3 separate regions of the Mus musculus genome follow, and regions 1 and 2 are each linked to region 3. The links are chromatin contacts, called in public Micro-C and promoter capture Hi-C maps. All regions are on one chromosome and are shown on one strand. Each heading gives the region's core, a stretch centred on a gene start, on an enhancer-like site or on the middle of the called end of the contact. The rest is flanking DNA. Distances are from core to core; before and after follow the strand shown. Region 1 holds the start of Add1 (adducin 1 (alpha)). Region 2 holds the start of Prr14l (proline rich 14-like). Region 3 holds the start of Slbp (stem-loop binding protein).

Evidence for each region. Hi-C and Micro-C count contacts between places; a contact is called where the count stands out from the background. Capture Hi-C pulls out chosen DNA fragments and counts their contacts.
Region 1: a contact with region 3 is called in a Micro-C map of embryonic stem cells, with 9 times the contacts expected there. The contact joins the promoter of Add1 here to the promoter of Slbp in region 3. A contact is called at or near these places in 3 of 484 Hi-C or Micro-C datasets (embryonic stem cells, erythroblasts and uterus), 4 of 115 datasets of contacts at active chromatin or transcription factors (astrocytes, bone marrow-derived macrophages, double positive thymocytes and 1 more) and 1 of 9 other capture datasets (adipose tissue).
Region 2: a promoter capture Hi-C map of liver shows a contact between it and region 3, with 3 times the contacts expected there. The contact joins the promoter of Prr14l here to the promoter of Slbp in region 3. A contact is called at or near these places in 5 of 39 promoter capture datasets (erythroid cells, hippocampal neurons, liver and 1 more), 13 of 484 Hi-C or Micro-C datasets (CD4 T cells, CD8 T cells, the G1E-ER4 cell line and 6 more), 6 of 115 datasets of contacts at active chromatin or transcription factors (astrocytes, bone marrow-derived macrophages, cardiomyocytes and 3 more) and 3 of 9 other capture datasets (adipose tissue, liver and pancreatic islet).

The regions. Positions count from the first base shown.
Region 1 is chr5:34,572,357-34,575,067 of GRCm38.p6, forward strand. Add1 (adducin 1 (alpha)) reads left to right here and starts at 1,308. Exons shown (of 16, transcript NM_001331082.1): 1 at 1,308-1,557. Mir7036b (microRNA 7036b) reads left to right here and starts at 1,795; the gene lies at 1,795-1,857.
Region 2 is chr5:32,852,795-32,855,672 of GRCm38.p6, forward strand. Prr14l (proline rich 14-like) reads right to left here and starts at 1,436. Exons shown (of 11, transcript NM_194340.2): 1 at 1,299-1,436.
Region 3 is chr5:33,651,311-33,654,052 of GRCm38.p6, forward strand. Slbp (stem-loop binding protein) reads right to left here and starts at 1,264. Exons shown (of 8, transcript NM_009193.2): 1 at 885-1,264; 2 at 653-769. The coding sequence starts at 943. It overlaps Tmem129 (transmembrane protein 129), which reads right to left. Exons shown (of 4, transcript NM_026698.3): 4 at 1,906-2,742.

The DNA of each region.
Region 1 (2,711 bases), core at 58-2,557, 920 kb after region 3:
GGTCCCCGGACACATCCTGTGGTGATTTCCCCAGTTCCAGAATGTATAATTGGGATAGATATACTCAGAAATTGGCAGAATTCTCATATTGGTTCCCTGAACTGTAGAGTGAGGGCTATTATGGTTGGAAAGGCCAAATGGAAGCCTTTAGAGTTGCCTCTGCCAAAGAAAATAGTGAATCAAAAACAGTATCGTATTCCTGGAGGAATTGCAGAAATTACTGCCACTATCAAGGACTTGAAAGATGCAGGGGTGGTGGTTCCCACCACATCTCCGTTTAACTCTCCTATCTGGCCAGTGCAGAAAACAGATGGATCATGGAGAATGACAGTTGATTATCGAAAACTCTCTCTCTTCAGCAAACTTTCACTGGCATTAGACTTGTTGCTGGGTGCTGGAGGATGTCAGAAAAGTCATCTGAGAACAGTCAACATGTAGGGCAAATGTTCCTAGGACAGAGGGTACTGACTGGAATCCACAACCTCTCTGACCCTTATGGGGTCAAACTCAGAGCTCTTGCTGTGAGGATCGGTTTGTTTTTGTTTTTTGAGACAGGGTTTCTCCGTGTATGTAGCCCTGACTGTCCTGGAACTCACTTTGTAGACCAGGCTGGCCTCGAACTCAGAATCCACCTGCCTCTGCCTCCCAAGTGCTGGGATTAAAGGCGTGCGCCACCACGCCTGGCTGAGGAGAGGCTTGGATACACACTTCTGTCACTTGAGCCAGGCTCGAGGCTTCAACCTTTAATGGTTTGAAGGGAACCAGGAGCGGGACCCCTTTGTTTCCTTTGGGTCTTTTAGGATTCAGTTGACAGGAGAGACAGTAGGGACTTGATCCTTAGGTTAGTTTACCAGGTCGCTGCCAGGTGGACTGGTTCTGCCAAGGCCTCACCTAGCCTCATTCCCTGCCTCTGAAGAGGCCTCGGTGTTTGTTAATCCACTGTCATCCGGCGGGCCCTTCCTGTCTGTGGAGCTTTATCAGAGCACACACAGACATCTCAGTCCTGACTCCACCCTGATTGACAGCCCAGTCTCCCAAACTGCCTACTGATCTTCTCGCCTGAAGCGCACCTAGACCGTGTCCGTTCGCAGTCAGTTTGTGGGTCTGACCGTCTCAGTGGGAGAACTAGCGTTCCTGTGAGCAGGTGCACCAGCCCGCCGTCCCGGACGCAGCCAAAGCGACCCCTAATCCCACTGTGACACCGCCTTCAGCCGGAGGCCGGAGTCTACCCTTCTCTCCGCCTCCCAGGGCCCCGCCCTTCTCCGGGCCTGCCCCTTGCTTAAGATTGACCAATAACAGAGAGTAGTGCTGGACGGCGGTAGGGCGTTCAGACCAATGGGGCTGTGCATTGTTGGGCCGCAGCGCCGCAGGCCGCACCCAGCTTGGCGGCGGGGGCGAGTAGAGGGGTGAGGGTTGAGGGCGGGAGAGGACGAGGGCTGCTGCAGGCGGCGGGGGGTGCGCGGCAGCCAGGGGGCGGAGCCCAGCGCGAGCCGCAGGCGAGGCGGCGGCCGCACTCGGACCCGGGAAGCCGTGCTCTCTCCCCGATTCTCCGCGGAGGTGAGGCCCGGGAGCGCGGCGAGGTCTCCGGGGCCCCCAGCGGGCGTAGGGCAGGGGCGGCGGTGCTGGGCGGGCAGGGCAGGGCTGGGCAGGGCCCGGGGCCTCTGGGGCGCCTCTGGTGCGCTGAGGAGGGCGCGGCTAGGTCGCTGCGGCGCGGGGTGCCCGGGGTCTAGGTGCTTGCCTCCGAGTGCGGGGGCGAGGACACTGCATCGTCGCTTCCCAGGATGGCCCGGACGGACGCGGGGTTCTCTGTGGAAGCGGCTTGCTCGGCTCTGAGCTTCCTGGTGGGCCTCGGGGTCCTCCCGGGTCAGCATTGTGCTAATGGTGGCTCCAAATGCTGGTCACTGCAGAGATTGTGGAAAGGTGCATCTGGGTTCCGCTTGTCGGCTCTTTTAAAAACTGACACCTTCTGCCCCAAGAGAAAAAAGCCAGCTCTGTCCACGGATGGTAGTAATGAGGTGGTCGTGGAACTTCCTGGAGATGGGGCTTGCCTTTCCTCTCTGTTTTATCGTTCAGACCTCTTCCTAAAAACACTTCGTTTTTATAATTCAGTTCCTGGTTCAAGGTATTTGGTAGATGAGTTGTGTTTGTTTTATGCACACCCATCTTAAAAATAAATATTTTGGTTCACCTGAAACTGCTGTTGTTTTGACCATGATTTTAGGCCTAACGTTGTTAAACTCCCAAAGACCAAGAACAAAGCTAAAATCTGTCTATGCATAACTGCTCAAGAATTTCAGAGAGATTGTGTGTTTGTCAAAAGTGGGTTGAAATCTCAGTCGGGATAGGAACTAGATTGCTAAGGGATCCGCTATGTCTCCTTTGCAAGCAAGCTGGGAGTCGTGGGTGGACTCAACAGGCTCCAGAGAGGAAGGAGGTTGCAGGTCGGAGGTGAGTTTTATGCGGGTGGGATTCTAAAAATCGCAGTCTTTAATTAAAGCCAGTGACGTAGGGATCACATTTTAATTCTAAAACTTTGCTATGCTTCGTCAATTCGCAGCCCAGAATGGTCTGGAACTGAAAATTTCTGCCTCTGCCCCTAGTTCTAGGATTACCTTGAGGTTGACACCACACCCTGATAGTAAAGTTGTTTTTTGAGGAAGTATGAATGGTGTTGACCTTCAGAACAGCTTTTCAGGGTTTAGATGTGGTTT
Region 2 (2,878 bases), core at 186-2,685, 800 kb before region 3:
GTGGTGCATGCCTGAACTAGGAGTGTCCTATAAAGTGAGAAAAGATTGGGGCAGAGGCAGGCGGATTTCTGAGTTCCAGGCCAGCCTGGTCTACAAAGTGAGTTCCAGGACAGCCAGGGCTACAGAGAAACCCTGTCTCAAAAAAAAAAAAAAAAAAAAAGATTATTGGGGGGACTAGAGGCTAGCCTTGACTACCTACCTAGTTTGAGCCCGAGCTATAAAAAAAAAATCCCTCAAATCAAAATAATAAACAGGTAAAGTGCTAACATGTTTCCAAAACTTACTATTTCTTTCCCTGATTTTCACCAAGGCTCTCTGTTAACTTAGGGAGTAGAGTACAGCAAGATCCAAAGTGAGAGGAAGAATACTGTATCTTAGGAGCAGGGAAAGCCTTTCTGGTGGAAAGAGGGTTGCAATTTGTGATGGAGGATACATTCATGCCAATAACAGTTTCTCTGAGGACATGACTTTTCTTTCTTAATATATCAATACTAACAACTGACCAAACGTTCACTGTGCACCAAGCATTTTCCACAAAAGTTCCCTTGAGCCCTCATGACAATTCAGAGAAAAAAAAGTACCCAGGTTAAGGATGGGCTGCAACTGACAGGGGATGAGGCAAGGTCATGAGGATGTTAAGTGGGAGATACAAACTTGCAAATATCACACTCCAAAAGAGGAGCAGCAGCTCAATCAATACTAAGAGACTTAATAAAAACACAAAAACCAAAGCTCCCTTGGTGGACATGACTGGGGGAAGGGGAGAAAAGCTGACTTACGATATCATAAATTCAGGGCCTCCCTCTATCTTGGGGTGAAAGTGAAAAATAAAGGATCGAGAGATCTGTTTCTTGCAGATAGGATACCTCTGTCACTTTTGGGAAAGTTGAGAACCTCCTTCACTTGGAAGACGCTGACCAAAGTGGGGGTCGCTCTTTTGAATAAAGAATTCCCCTTGGCACCATAAACGGGTCTCCCTTCGCTGACAAATCGACCAGAGCCGAGGAAAGGCGTATACCAACAAGGGGCGTCGTCCTCTCCAAGGAGAGAGAAGTTGGGGGTCCCCTGCAGATGAAGGTTGAATGGGAGCCTCCTTCCCCTGGAACCAGGACTCCGAGAAGCTGTTTTCTCCCAGGGACGTAGAGCCTGATCTCCTGGATGTCTGTGGGTGTTTGTCACTAACAGCACTGCTTCGGTGCCCTTCGGCTCCCTGAAAGGCTGGGGGCCCGGACCCCCTTTAGTCAGCACCGTCCGGCGGAGGACCCCCAGGCGGTCGTGGGACTGCCCAGGCCTCTTACCCTGTGGCCTCCTCCACGGCTCGTGCTCATCCCTCCACTTTGGCGTCGGCTGCCTCCGTCCCTGCTGTCCCCGCCGCCGCCAACTCTACCAGATCTTCGGGAGCCGAGGCCCGAGGGCGCTCCAGCTTCCACCGCTTCCACAGTGCCCTCCCCCCCCACCTACCGCACTTCCTCATCCGGGGCCAAAGCCAGCCATGCGGACGGGTCTCGATCCCGCCCCCGCACGGCGCGCGCGCAATCCGGAGGGCGGCTCTTCCCGGCTGGTACCTCCACCCTCCGCTAGCTCCAGACACGCTCAGCCCCGCCCCCACCGCGTTGACTCTTAAAGAGAAACACATCGTTCTACCCAGTTCCTGTCTCAGACTGTTACCAGTGCTATGGTCCATATCTCTGAGGTGGACAGATGCCACTCTAGGGCCCTGTCTGCTTCCATCCTGGCAGATTGTGGGACCTTCTAATAACTATAATCAAAGGTTTAGGTCACACCATCCTCCTATTGCTTCTAATCACACTGAAATTCAAAAGATAACCCAGGAAAGTATTTGATTACACTTTGATTTTGTTTCATTGCCTCTCTAGCATTGAAGGTACCTCATTTTATCTGTGTTGCCTGTTTCTTTCCATCCTTGTCTGTTTTCTTTAGGACTCTATATTCATAGCACCTAAAGAAGTGTCTGGAAGAAATTACAATGGACCTGGCATTCCTTTAATCCCAGCACTTGGGAGGCAAAGGCAGGCGGATTTTTGAGTTCAAGGCCAGCCTGGTCTACAAAGAAAATTGAAATTACCTTTTCTTTGATTAGGATCTGCAGAGGAAACCAAGGCTTGGCTGCACGCTCCTTTAACCCCAAAAAGGCAGAAGACAGCCTGGTTTACATAGGATTTGATTTGAGTCAGGATCTTACTTTTTAGCTCAGGCAAGTCTGAAACTTGCTATGTGTGCCAGTCTAGCCTCAACTCTTGACCTTCCTGCCTTGACCTTTTGGATAAAGGGAAAATAGGCATGTGCGACCATGCTTGGCTTATTCGTTTTCTTAAGTCACATGAAAGTATTATTCATCTTACTAAATTTTTATTTTTATCCTTTTATCTCCTCTCTCTCTCTCTCTCTCTCTCTCTCTCTCTCTCGATAGGAAATATTGCAATAGGGTTCTCCCTATGTAGTCCAGGCTGACTTGGAACTCACTATTTAGATGTGGCTCGCCATCTTTTTTCTTTTTTTTTTCTTTTTTTTTTTTAAGTAGCCTCTTAAAATCTATCAACTTTTTGTTTGGTTATTTTTAGTTTTGAAGATAGTTTCTCTTTGTAGCCCTGGCTGTACTGAAACTTGCTCTGTAGATGAGGCTGGTCTCACACTCAAGAGATCTGCCTGCCTCTGCCTCCCAAGTGCTGGGATTAGAAATATGTGCCCTAGGGCTGGTGAGATGGCTCAGTGGGTAAGAGCACCCGACTGCTCTTCCAAAGGTCCAGAGTTCAAATCCCAGCAACCACATGGTGGCTCACAACCATCCGTGACAGGATCTGACTCCCTCTTCTGGTGTGTCTGAAGACAGCTACAGTGTACTAACATATAATAATAA
Region 3 (2,742 bases), core at 14-2,513:
GGTCCCCAAAGAGAGCACTTCCCTGAAGAGTTCACATCACCAGCTTACTCTTAAGGCACTCCTGGTCTCTCTGAATTACTATTTCACTTGCTAGCCCGCCTCCATCAGGCTACCAAGGGACCTCACTGACTTAAGCACAATGCCTCAGGGAAAAAAATCTAAACACCGTGGCAAAAGCTTATCAAATGGAAGGACCCAACTACAAGTATGAATAATCTAGGACTCAATTTTGGTTTGTATCTCGCTTTCACTCAGGTAATAAAACCTAATTTCTCGCCCCAATACACATACACACACACACACACACACACACACTCACTCTCTCTCTCCCCCCCACCCCCGCCCCGGAAGCAGGGGAGGGTTGGAGGTCGAAACATTTTAACAAGATGTTCATAGTAGTAGTCCTTGACATTACTGACATTATGAGTGAAAAATATAAAGGCTGACCCACTCCGGATAAAACCAGTTTTGCTGCCACCTATCAGTCGCTGGTAAGATGCTTCTAACACTGAGCAAAACTGAAGAGAATCTCCAGAGTAAGCTAATCTACTCCACCAGCTTCGAAAACCCGAGTGCCACGGGATGAGGGTCCCCTTGGCCCGTCTCCAAACCCCCCGAGTGACCAACCCGTTTCCAAGGAGTCGGGACCCACCTTTCAGGTCGGTGGTCCGCAGTCTGGAGCTCGCCTTCCTCGGAGTCCTCGGGCTTCCGGTCCCTTCCGTCCGCTCTGCGCTTCCGTCCGAGACTCCATCTCGCAGGGGACCGCGGGCTGAGGACACAGACTGCGGTCAGTGGGCGGGGCCCCCAAGCACCGATGGTTCAGGGAACCCTTAGCTTACAGACGGCGAGAAGTCGAGGACTCGTAGACCGCATGACCCGCTTACCTCGCACCACCGTCGCGGCGACTCCCATAACCGGGTGGGCTTCTAGGTCTGCAGGCCATGGCGGCAGAAGTCTGAAGGGCAGCTCGGCGGCAAGCACTTCACTCGGCAACAGCACTGACGAGGTCTGAGCTCGCCTTGCCCAACCGCCCTTAAGTGCGCAGCGGCCCCGCCCCTCGGTAACTCCCGCGCGCGCGCGGCGAAGGGCGAAACCATGAGACGCGCACCTGCAGGGGAGTCCCTCTCAGCTCTGCGCGCCCGCCTGACGGACCCGGCTCCAACCCAAGCCTTGGGATTGCGGGCAGTCGCTAAACTACAACGCCTAATGCGGCCGTCCGAAGGGCGGGAGAAATGGAACAGCCCGACTAAGGCGGAAAGGAACTGGCGACCTCCCCCAGCCCCCACGGCCTTCCAGGAGGCTGGCGCTGTAGCAGCTGGGCCTCTGATTGGTTGCCCCTTCGCGGGCCCGAGGGATATTGGCGGGAGATTGGGCAGTGCGCGCCACTGCCTCTCAAAGTCAGGAGGTGTGGCCACGGCGAGGGCCGGCCCACCGAGATGCAGTCCAAGATCCCGACCGGCCCCTCCTACCCACCGCCACAGTAAGGCGGGAGAGCCCGCCTCTAGCTTATACCCATAGCTTTAAAACCGTACAAGCCATCCATTAACAGCCAAATAACTTAGTGGCCTCTTTTTCCCCGCAAGGCCATCTGCCCTGCCTCTGGTGCTTGAGTCTCCAGCACGCAGGCCAGGCCCCTGCAGATCCCACCTGTCCTATGTGGGCAATCATGACCCTTCCCTTAAGAGTGGATCTGGCCCAGAGCAGCGTGAGAGGGTGGGATGGTGGTAACTATGTGGAGCCATCTAAGGGCTTGTCCTTCTGAACGTACCAAGCACTGACACTGGTTTCTTATACGACTTTCTGATCTGTGACTATATTCATCTGACTTTCCCAACATCCTGCAGCCACTATGTAAAATACTGCAAAAGTTTGGTTTTACTACCAGGTTAAACAAAATGAAGTACATCACTTGAAAAGGAACACTTTATTAAATACTGTATCATTTAACTACATTTACATTTATTTGTATAAAATTAACTCTTCTGTGGTTAAAAATAACTTCAAACCACTTGGCCTCTGCTAGGCAGACAGCCCTTGAAACTGGCTGTCTCCTGGTCATACTTCAGGGACAGGCAGAACTGAGTTTGCTCTGGTAGCAAATCCCTGGGGTTAGGTGCAGTGTTGGCTGGATAAGGGGCTAGCTTGGTCTGCTACTACTGCTTTCAACAACTAAATGTAAGTGCTTCAGGACAAGTTGAAGGAGAGGTCATCCCTCTAGCAGCTACACTTTGTGTCAGAGATGGAGAGTAAAGAGCAACCTCTTCCCCACCCATCTGTACCATAGATAAGTGAGTACATCTATGTATATGTGCGTCCATCAGAACCTTAACCACTGAGGTATCCTCTCCTGATCCAAGCACCCCACAGGGGCTTGGCTAACCCTGTGCTACACCCCTGATGGGTTTCTTTCTGGATAGTCCTGTGGCTCTCTGGTCCTTGGCTCCCTAAAACCCTTTCCTAGGGTTAGGAGTATGAGCTTTTGGTCTCCCCTGGACTAGAGAAGCAGGACAAGACAACAAAAGCATTGTGGACCCTCTAAAGCATATGCAACCCTCGTGAGGAACTTGGGAAAGTACTCTGTCATACCTTCCTACCAAGAAGTGGCCCCTTGGCTAGCCACAGTCACCAGGATACCCTAGAAGAGGACTTCACACTAGAGTGGCACCCTGGTGACCCTCTCAACTGTCAGTGTCTACCCAACACCATAGGGTCTGGTTTTTAACTGAAATACAGGTATGCTAT